Linked DNA regions of Arachis hypogaea: all the other regions are linked to region 2. Evidence: chromatin contacts called from public Hi-C data. All regions are on one chromosome and are shown on one strand. Each heading gives the region's core, a stretch centred on a gene start, on an enhancer-like site or on the middle of the called end of the contact. The rest is flanking DNA. Distances are from core to core; before and after follow the strand shown. Region 1 has its middle 12 kb from the start of TRNAM-CAU. Region 2 holds the start of LOC112786728 (inactive TPR repeat-containing thioredoxin TTL3). Region 3 holds the start of LOC112784121.

The links. Hi-C and Micro-C count contacts between places; a contact is called where the count stands out from the background.
Region 1: a contact with region 2 is called in a Hi-C map of an unstated tissue, with 4 times the contacts expected there. The contact joins the enhancer-like site here to the promoter of LOC112786728 in region 2. A contact is called at or near these places in 3 of 8 Hi-C or Micro-C datasets (leaf and an unstated tissue).
Region 3: a contact with region 2 is called in a Hi-C map of leaf, with 2.3 times the contacts expected there. The contact joins the promoter of LOC112784121 here to the promoter of LOC112786728 in region 2. A contact is called at or near these places in 4 of 8 Hi-C or Micro-C datasets (leaf and an unstated tissue).

The regions. Positions count from the first base shown.
Region 1 is chr20:20,208,761-20,212,488 of arahy.Tifrunner.gnm2.J5K5, forward strand. No RefSeq gene overlaps it. Among protein-coding and RNA genes, the nearest start is that of TRNAM-CAU, 12 kb to the left of the region's middle. Within about 2 kb of position 2,066, at least 2 of the 3 cell types and tissues checked have open chromatin away from gene starts, as enhancers often do.
Region 2 is chr20:20,398,653-20,402,589 of arahy.Tifrunner.gnm2.J5K5, forward strand. It overlaps LOC112786728 (inactive TPR repeat-containing thioredoxin TTL3), which reads left to right and starts at 1,465. Exons shown (of 5, transcript XM_025830099.2): 1 at 1,465-3,041; 2 at 3,504-3,699; 3 at 3,805-3,937. The coding sequence starts at 2,128.
Region 3 is chr20:20,653,200-20,656,818 of arahy.Tifrunner.gnm2.J5K5, forward strand. LOC112784121 reads left to right here and starts at 1,269. Exons shown (of 8, transcript XM_025827240.2): 1 at 1,269-1,781; 2 at 2,811-2,858.

The sequences.
Region 1 (3,728 bases), core at 816-3,315, 190 kb before region 2:
TAATATTAATTAATCAAATTTGTAAATACTTTCAGATTTTTTGTCCTAAAACATAGCATAATTCTCCTAATAAATCATAATTCTTGTCGGGCATCATATAATCTGCGCAACATTGTAAACCCATGAATAAAATCCATGCCAGCATAGCTCTCAAATACTTGATACTTTTACATATTATTATTTTTGTTGTCTTTAATTTTTCTCTATGTTGAAAAATTGTAACAAAGTATATATACGGAGAGACCAATGCAATTAATTTGAATTGGTCGGAATAATTAATTCATTAGTCCACTTAAATAAGTATTAATAATTTGAATCTTATCTTGTGTATGTAACAACTTATTAATTAAAAATAAATTCTTCAATGAAGTTTAGACCTGCAAAGATTAATCTTGACATGCTAAACTGGACGATATCGTTAAAAAAAAAAAAAAGAAAAAAGAAAAAGGGGAGAGGCAATGGGCAATGGCCGGTATGAGCATTATTATTTCAATGGCTGGGGTTACTGAAAATAAAGGATAGTGGCAGACATAGTAGGGTTCATGAAAATCACCCCTGACCCACTTACTCATTATATAAGATAGTGTGAGAAAACTAGGGATGACAATGCATATATAGTAGTAATGAAGTAACAACAACAACTACCACAACTAATCTCCTTGATTTGAGATGCATGACTTTTTCATAATATCAATCATTTCGGAATTATTAACTTTTTTAATAATCTTTTGATTAATGCAACTACTTGATATGGTTTTTTTTTTTTTTTTTTTTTTTTTTTATAACTAAGAGATGATGTATTAGATTCAAGAGACAAATACAAATAGTTACTACTTTTTTCTTTATTATTAATTTCAATGCAAACTTTATTTATAAATTATAAGTCTATACTTTATAATAAAGAAAATGCTAGATCAACAATTACATCAGCATTTATTTTAAGAACGTATGTATAGACATAAAATAGATGTGTATTCTCTCTCTCTCTCTCTCTCTCTCTCTCTCTCTCTCTCTCTCTCTCTCTCTCTCTCTCTCTCTCTCTCTCTCTTCAAATTCACTACTTTTGGACACCCAATAGTATTCCTTTTCAAAAGTCGTTTGTGGTCTGATTTATGTTAACTCACTATTGGTTATAAATACTATTTTAACTGATAATTTCTTTAATTTTTTTATTCATCAAATACATTATTTCGTAAACAAATAATTAGCATTAATGTGATGGATGAATATAGATAATTCCAAACAAGTATACATACACCGTATTTTTCCCAAGGCTTTTCTAGGCAACAACTAATAGCTTAGCACATTTCACAGGAGAATACTATTTTTTGTATATATTTTAATATTTATTTTGTACATTTTTTATATTATAAATTATAAAAGATAAACTTTTATTTTTGTCTAACTTTTTATCAATCATTTTATTACCAAAAATAAAAAATACGAAAAATATACAAAACTATAACATTTCTCTTTTTAAAATATAATCGTATGCACACACGTATATATTATGACTTTGATCAAGCGAGATAGATAGTGACGAAGGTATTTAATTTGATCAGTAAAAAAAAAAACGAGAAGAGAAGATATGAATGAAAAACAGGATTGTATTGACAGTGAGTACAAAGAAAACCTTACATGAGTTACAATTTACAAGATAGAAGCTATTATAGAACAAATGAATAATATTAATTAACTTATTATTGAATTAGAGAAGAAATTACTAACATACTCAACTGTTTTATTAAAGATATAACCATTCGTCTATCAGTTTAAACTTTTGAGATGAGTGATTTCATGACATATATTAATACTATTATTAACAAATTCAGGATATAATTAATTATTATTATTACACTTCACATGTAATATAGAGTTATACACTAATGGACTCTTATGTCTAAACCAAAAAAAGATTTGTATATAGGTACTAATATAAATGAAAGAATCAAGAAGCCGCAAATTAAGGTAGATTACCCATTTGCCAAACACATGAAGTAGTAGACAACACGTGTATATTATATTGATGCAAATTTTTTGAGTGTCTGTGTTTCCTCTATTCACTAAAATCATATTACCGTAAGATAATGATTAAAGAAGAGATCTCATGGTGGTTCTTTCTTCTATATATATAAGTGCCAAAAAAGAAAAAAGAAAAAAACTAAAAGAAAAGTGTTTGCCTCCCGTTGACTTTTGTGACTAAAAAAGAGCAATTGGCAATTTCCATGAGTAAAAACTAGTTGCTGGGGTCATGCATCTTATTACTTTAACTTATATCCATCAACATACAGAGGAAAAGTTTCTAAAAACAAACATGTCTACTGTGCATAAATTCGATCTATCAATTGAACTTTAGGGCTGGAATGGATGTATACGATATATATGCTACCTGTCTTTCAAAAATCACAAAAAGAAAACAAATAAAATTGGTATACGTGCATACATACATACATACATTAATACATATATAATGCTCTATGTATAATAAAAATCATTCTTAAATTATATATATAATTTTTTAATTAAATAATTAACCACCAAAATAATTGAATATATCATATAGTAGAATAATTAAAATTGTAAAGAATAAATAATTAAATCTATTTATAGTAGCATATATTCTTTATGAGATATCACTAGTGATTGAATTATGATTATTTTCTTATATATACACATAACATAATAAAGAGTATTTTATTAAACTCTTTAATTTTTTAATTAATTCTTAAATTAAATTCCTTAATTGATGTGTAAGTAACAGTAACAAATATTATGAAATCGATAAAGTATCACCTAATAACTAATAAGTGCAACGGAGGTCAATGATGGTCAGAATAAGAATTTGCATTTTGCAAATAGGAAAAGTATAGGTACCAACATATTATCTGCCAACTTCTGCCAACTCTTATTTATAATTGTGTTTGATGGAAGTGTGTTCGTAGATGTGTCTAATAATTAATATATTTTAAATATATATATAAAGAGACACATCCATAAAATATATTTATAAAGACACTTCTATTAAACACAGCTATAAAAAAGATATTTTTATTAGATACATCCACGAATATACTTCCATGAAACACAATTATAAATAAGAGTTGGCAGAAGTTGGCAGATATACTGTTGGTAACGTAGCGAAACCGTTGCAAATAATGTCTCTCAAATCTCAATACTCACACTTTTCTTTTAACCGCTTTAGTTTTTAGTAAAACAAGTTTGTGAAACTTTCTCTAAATTGCACGTTGTGGCATTATTATTGATGTATAAATTTTTGTACACAAGAGAATATAATCTCTTTAAAACGATTTGCGTGTATATACTCATAATATATTTTTTTTCCATATAGGTTTGTCATTTTCTGGCATCAGGTACTTGAATCGATGCTTTTTCTCTGTAGAGGGAATGGATACAAGCAAAGAGAGAAAAAGAAAATTAATAGTGCAGCCTTTTTGGCGAGGATGCCAAAAGCTGTTCATCTTTTTGAGTTTTGGCTCAAAATTGTAGGGCAGTGTGTCTTTGAGAGCTTTTCTGAGAGGAGAGAGAGTGAGAGAAATTAAAGAGGCCCTTTTGTTGTGAGGGATATTATATTTGTTATTTTTTTTATATATTTTTTTACTAAAATTAATTAATAAAAATGAAAAAAATAACATGTTTATTTTTTATATTATAAAATAAAAATACACAAAATATAAAAAAAAAGTGGTACAAACACAATTTTTTCCTTT
Region 2 (3,937 bases), core at 215-2,714:
ATAATAAAAAATATTCTTTAGATTTTATCAAAATTTTAAAAATGCTGTTATTACTATAGTAACCATAGTATAAATACTATAGTATGCATTTTAAGATTAGACATGTATATTAAAATAGTCTTTAAAATTTTAATTACACTATTAAGATTACTGAAATTGAATTCATATCATAGAGAATATAGTAGTGTCTATGTTAGGGATGGCAAAACTTTCCGGGATGCGGGGATCCCTGCGGGGACTGTCTTGAATGGGGATTCGACTGTGGAGAAATTTTTTCTGCGGAGATGGAGACGGGGGACAAAATTTCTCCGAGGCAGGCGCAGGAATCCGAGCGGGATCCCTGCCCTGTCCCCGCTAATCCCCAAAATTCATAAATTTATTGAATTGTCCTTAATAGTTGATTATCCTAATCCTCATTTGCATAACCCTTCTTCAATTCAAAGATCCCTAATGCTGTCCATACTCCATCCAACCTCTCTGCAGCCACCCTCTCGCTACTCTCCCTTCTCACCGCATCATCACACCTCACCGTGCTATCACCCTCACTGCATCGTGCTCTCTATTTGCGGTGTTCCTTTTCGTAACTCTACCGTCGTGTCCATTCTCCTCTCTGTTCCCGCATCTCCCACCTCATCCACTGTTCTGTCCTCTAGCTCGCCATTGCGTCTGCCCACTACATCATTTCGAAAGAAGTCACCATCTTGTCGTTTAGATTTTTTGTATAAAATCTTGCTGTTTTTGTATAGGATGGATACTTGCAACTCTATTCATATGAAAATTAATAATTAGTTAGAATTATCAGATAAATGAAAAATGGGGTCCCCGTGGAGAATGGGGCTCTGTGAAAAATGAAGATGAAGAGCAATACTCTCTCACGGCAGAAAACGGAGACGAAAACAGGAGCTAATCTGGGGACGGGGATGGGGAGCAAGGAGGCATCCCCTGCCCCTGCCCTGCTCCATTGACATCCGTAGTTTATGTCCTTTTTTAACAGTAAATTAGCTATTAGAATAATTATCTCGCACAACTATTATCCCCATAAAGACTAATCTTTTCATCTTCATGCCCTAATTTAGTCTATATGTTCATTTATAAATGATAATCATATATTCATCAATTAATCTAAGTTGGAATCTTATTTCATACATTTTTTTAACAAGAAATTAGCAGCCAAAATAATGAAATATTACACCATAAAATAATCAACCATGGTAATATCAAAATAATAAAAAAATTATATTAGAGATATACTAAAATTAACTACAAATATAAAATACATATTAGCTATACATACATTAAAAATAAATTAAATTACTCATATATTTATACACAAATATATAAAATTAATTTTAATGACTAGTATTTTTTTATTTTATATGGTGACCACTTAATCATTAATAATTGAGTTTTAGTGTCCATATAAAATAATCCTATAATATGTAGCTATGTGCTTATGATTTTGGCATGTTACAGCCATTTGAGGTTACAACTTACAAGGAAACAAAACAGATAACAAACCTAATCATTCCCATAATTTTGGACATCCTTCTTGTGAGTTGTAACCAAGACCGGGTCTAATGCTTTTCTTGTTCCGATGAAACTAACCTGAAAAAACAAAAATATTGAGAAGGAAATTGAAAGCCAGCTAGAGCAATGTATATACATCAATAGAATAACAGATTTTCGTTTCGTCGTTCTTTTCTTCCCTTTTCCCCATAAGTTTTCCTTTTGGAGATCATGCCATTTGGTTCTTTTTATCCATTTTTTTTAGATTAGAGAATTTATTAAAAAAAAAAAAAACCATTCCCTTGCAGCCTTTCCAGGAGGAGGTTCTTTAGAAATTAGAATTATCTGCTGGAAATATTATTGGGCTTATAATCCTTAGCCATAAGGGTTCATTTCGATCTCTGAATTACTTTTGCATTCCAAGTGGTTGTTGTAATGTCTGAATTTGAAATGTTTCCCATTTCACTAGATTTATCAGGACAAGTTCACATCACATAGAATTTTCATTACTCTTGTTAAAAACACTAATGATCATCCATTATCATCCTCAATAGCCAAATCTGTATAGAAAAACATAAGTCTTAGAACACATTCAAGGAAAATTAGTGAGGGAAAAACAAAATGAGAGACACTTCACCAGAAAGCAGAGGTTGTGGTTTGCTATCATCATTGCTTCGCAGGCGCGGCTCATCTAGGAGCAAAACTGAAAGATATTCTGGTAATGATGATGCTCATAATCATGGGAAGCAACCATCAAAAACCAAAGATTCGAAACGGCCACAGAGTGATGTCTCTGATGATGCCCGAAGATCTGCTTCTTCTGCATCAAGCAATTCCAACACTCCCCAGAGCCAAAAGCATGTAGTTGTAAGTGTAAACCAAAACCACCAAAGAAAACAACAACAACATGATGAGGCAGCAGCAGCATCAATGGCAGTGTGTTCGTCATCTAGGTCGTCGAAGGTGTCACCTGTACAAGGATATGTCAATCAGGGAAGAAAGGTTCCAAAAGATGCCGTTGGAATATCCGGTGAGCTTGATAGCATGTTAAACGATTACCAGAAGCCGAAGGGAAGCAACAAGCTTGTTCGAGCTTCTAGCAATGTGATGATATATGGTAACTTAGGTAACCTTGGACAAGGAGGAGGAGGAACAAATTATCCTAGTTCAAACATTCCAATGGATAAAGTGGAAAATGGTGGTGGTAGTAACAATAATAGGAATAAAAAGGTTACTAGGAATAGTAAAGAAGAATCAGGTTCACTTTGTAGGGCTGTGTCTACTAGAATGGACCCTGAACAGTTGAAGATAATGGGGAATGAGGATTATAAGAATGGGAACTTTGCTGAGGCATTGGCTCTGTATGATGCAGCAATTGCAATTGATCCTAATAAGGCTGCTTATAGAAGCAATAAAAGTGCAGCATTAACAGCTCTTGGAAGGCTTTTGGAGGCTGTGTTTGAATGTAGAGAAGCCATTCGAATTGATCAGCATTACCAAAGAGCTCATCAACGATTGGGAAACTTGTACTTTAGGTAAGTATCCATGCAGCACTTTCCTTTCAGTAGAAAAAAGATTATGTTTCTCAATATACATCTTCCAACATGCATCTCTAATTATTTTCCTTGTATATATGAGAGAGATTCTTAGGTATTTATAGAATAAGAGAAATTTCTTATTCTACTTCATTCTCTTTTTGTTGCTTCAATAAAAATTGATAATTAAGGTGATAACAATAACCTATAAGAGATTTTTCAGCATCTCCCGCGATCTCATTGTCTCTTGTATTTCATTTACATACAATTTTAATGTATTGCTAATATTGAAAAATGGTAAAAGGGTAGTTCTTCCATTTCAAATTAACTGTCAATTTAGACAAAGTAGCACATAAGAAAATCAATGTATCAGGACAATTTACATAGCAACAGCAGTTTCTGGCTTAGAGCAATAAGAATGTCTTTTACTTGTTATTCATAGTCTCATTGACTTTCTTTCAGACTAGGAGACCCAGAAAAGGCATTGTATCATTATAAACAAGCAGGACCAGAGGCTGATCCTGATGAGATTGCTAAAGTGAAGATTCTTCAGGTTCATCTAAACAAGTGCACAGAGGCTCGCAGGGTGGGAGATTGCAACACACTGATCACTGAAACCAACAAGGTTATATCATCTGGTGCAGATTCTGCTCAACAGGTGAGTAGTTTTAAATTTTATACATTTATATCATTGCATGTTCTAATATGACTATGCTAATTAAACATGTGCTAATATGACTATGGTCTTGCCTTTTACTGGAAGATATTTGCATTACAAGCAGAAGCACTCTTAAAGCTTCGTAGACATCAAGATGCAGAAAAAATAATGTCAAAGTGCCCGAAATTTGATGTTGATGAGTGTACTAGGTTCTTTGGACCTATTTGCAATGCAAATT
Region 3 (3,619 bases), core at 19-2,518, 250 kb after region 2:
ATCTGAGAAGATCCGAGTATCCAACGGATACGAGATCTCCATTACCCATCGCGAAAATATGGCACGGCCGAGAAGAGTTTTTAAAAACTAAGGACAAAGACATGTCCCCACTCTATGAGGATCTGTTGCCATCTCTACCCCTACTCGCCCCATGTTTTTTAATTTGATTTATATTTGAATGATTTTCAAGGTTTTATAAATTTTAAAAATTGTTTTATGTTGAATTTTAAAGATTATTGGGGGTGAGTAGGAACTGAATTTTAAAGATACCTGGTTTTGTCAACGGGCTTTGAGGACGTCGGACTAGAGGTTGCAGTAGTCACGGCGAAACCAGCGTCTGGGCGGCGGGCATCCGCAGTGAGGAGTGACGAAGGTTGCGTTAAAGAGAAGTGGCGTCTTTGGGTCGAGGAAGAAGTAGGGGTGGCAACATGCACCTTACCCACGGGTACCCAACCTGACCCAACTCAGTCGGGTAGGGTGCGGGTAGGATTTGGGTAGGACCCCTATTTGCACCCTATACATTTATATATTATATACTTATAGAAAAATATGTTTCAAGTGGATGTTAAACCAAAAACCTCTCACTAAATGGAAAAAATCCTTAGTCACTAAGAGAATATCACTAATTTATAATTTAATACGTTTTTATTTACATAAAAGTCAGTTCTATTTTAAATTATCATTAAGATATATAATAATATTGTATCTTTTTGGTAACCCGCGGATAGGGTTAGGGTTAGGATATTCTCAACCCGCGTATAAGATATGGTTGAGTTTATATAAAAATTTCAACTTGTGGGTAGGGTTAAGGTTGTATCCAAACCCTACCCTACCCTACCCATTACCACCCTTAGGAAGAAGGGAGTTTCGCTGTAGAGCATTTCGGGTTGGTGGGTCTCAAAGTTCTTTCTGGGTTGGGCTGGTCTGTCAGCCTTGACCCAAAACCCAAAAAGAAAAATGCTCAATCCAAAAATATAAGAAAGAAAGAAAAAATTTATGCAATCTCACAAAGAAACACCAATCATCCATTACCAAGACACACAATACCATCTCCGTCCGCAGTGTTGCAGCAGCCACCACTGCGATCCCAGGCGCACCACCGCCTTTAAGCTTGTGCCACCAAGGTTGGACCGAGACGTATGAACTTATTTTTAAATTTCTATATTTTTATTTACTGTCAATGTTCTAAAACCAAACCGGACCGACCGATCAGACCAGTTCAATTGCGAACCGACAATATTAATGGTCTGGTCAGGCATGTAAAACCATTGAACCGGTCGAGAACTGGCCGGTGGACCGAAGTGGAACCCGGCCGGTTTACACAAACACGGAAGCTCCTTCGTTTCTGTCTCCCTCTCTCCCTTTCTTTCTTTCATTCAGAAAGAAATCACACAAACCCAGCCAAAAAACCCTATCACTGTAAGCCTACACCACCGCCGCAAGGAGTGGCATACTGCCGCCGTCCGTCGCATAAAAAAGGTCGCCATCCGTCCGTCTATCTAGCTTCCCTCGTGCTCCAAGTCTTCAACCCCTGTTCGCTGTCACCGATCGCGGCTGCTTCCTCGAGCTCGGCGTCCGTCGTCTTTGTCTGCTCAGCCGCGCTTCCGTCGCCGATTGTTTGCCGTTCACGTTCGCTTGGCGTTCACCGTTCGCGTTTACTCGCCGTTCACCGTTCGAGTTCGCATTTGCGTTCGTCTGGAAGCCACGTTGCTCTGCTTCAAACTCTGCGACCAAGCCGCGCGCTCCACCTAGCCGTCGAACTGCTCTCTTTTGTCGCCGCCGTGAGTTCCCTAAACCCGCCACCAGACAATACACTCACACAACACCAATACTCTAATTCAAACTCTGCAATTTCTGATTTCTATTACAATAAGTAACTATTTGATTTGGTAGTGGTTTGGATTTTTTCATTGACTGAATTGAAGTTACAATAGTTATGTTCTCTTCTCTATCACATTGATTTTAAGCTTTGAATTCTCTTATTTCGTTTTAATTTTACCGCACTCAACATGTTTGATGAAATGCTTTAACCATATTTCTGGTTGGTTTTATAATTTCTAGCTTTTAGAAACTTAGAAAGTTGATTGCATGTGAAATTAGAATAATTGGATCTTAGTAATTAGGAAATTTTAGCTGCACAAATAGCATCTTTGCAGAAAACATATTAGCATGATGATTCCACTTGCATTAGTGTTCTTCTGGTAAATTTTAACTGTTATTGTAAACTTGTTAATTTGCTAATTGTTCTTGGGTTGTTGTGCTGTTGTTCTTTTGTTAATTTTAATTTTTTTTTTGTTTTTGTTGTGATTTTCTGTTCTTGAACTTCTTAAGTTGATAATTTGCTAAATTGTTGGGCTGCTGTTGTTTTAATTTGCTAAATTGTTAGGTTGCTGCGATTTAATTTGTTGAATTTTCTATTTAGGTCTTGTTCTTGTTTATTTGCTAAATTGTTGTTGTGTATTTATTGTTGTCTTTGAGATTATTGCTGGATGTTGGTGATCATTGATTTATTATATGCTTCATGTTTTCATTGTTTTCTTCTTCTAAAGGGAAAAAAAATTCTGTTTTCATTGTTTTGTTGATTGTTTGTTCTGTTTCAGAAATCAATTTTTTGTGATCAATGCTCAAACTCTGAATGTTGTTCTGCAATTTTTGTTTTGTTTCAGAAATCAATTTTTTGTGATCAATGCTCAAGCTCTGAATCTTGTTCTGTTTTGTTTTAAGGCTGTGGTTGGAAGCGTTGATGATTTCTGAGTGTTGTTTTGTTTTTGTTTTAAGGCTGTGTGTTGTGTTCAATTTTCATTTTGTAGGAAATTCTTTGAGGTATATAAGAATTCAGAAGGAAGACTAATTCAACGGTATTACTTTGTTGATTCTGGTTTGCTACAAGCTTGAACTTAGAATTGAAAAGAGAAACCCTTTATTATTTCATCATTGGCCTATTTTTGGCATTGCATATCATTGGCCTATATTGTAGTTTGTTTATTCATAGAACTAGTTGTTTATGATCCCCTTTTGAAGTAAAAAAAATGCAGTAGAAGAGTGTTTAGAACCAGTTGCTCTATTCATTGAATTTTTATAGAATCAGGTGTTTATTACATAACGGTTTTTCCGGTTGAACCAATGAAACAGTAATTAGAGCGGTTCGATGACCAGTCCGGTTTTCAGAAACTTGTTTACTGTTTCTGTAATTTGAAGAAAATGTAAGAGGGATTCGTTTGAGCTTGAACGAGAAATAATGGATTCTCTTGAAGATTTGTTGCTTCGATGATTTATTGGATGTCACACTTCAAAATGAATCTTACTTTTTGTTGATTGTTGAATTTTGTTTGGTACATTGACAAGTTTGGATCGAAGATCTTGTGCATGCTACAAACTGAAGTACCTTAGCTCAAATTCCAATAAATTCTCCAACTAAGGAAGAAGATTCCAATTAATTGATGGAAGCAACTTTTTTACATTGAATTATCAAAATGTTTTACGATTTTGTAACTGGGTATCACTGGAAGTTTGATGCTGCTGATTCAATTTTTTTAGTTTTGGGTTCAGGCTTTAACCTTGAATTTCGATGTTGTTTATTTAAGTTAGATTTGTTTCATATGTTCAATAGATGATGATT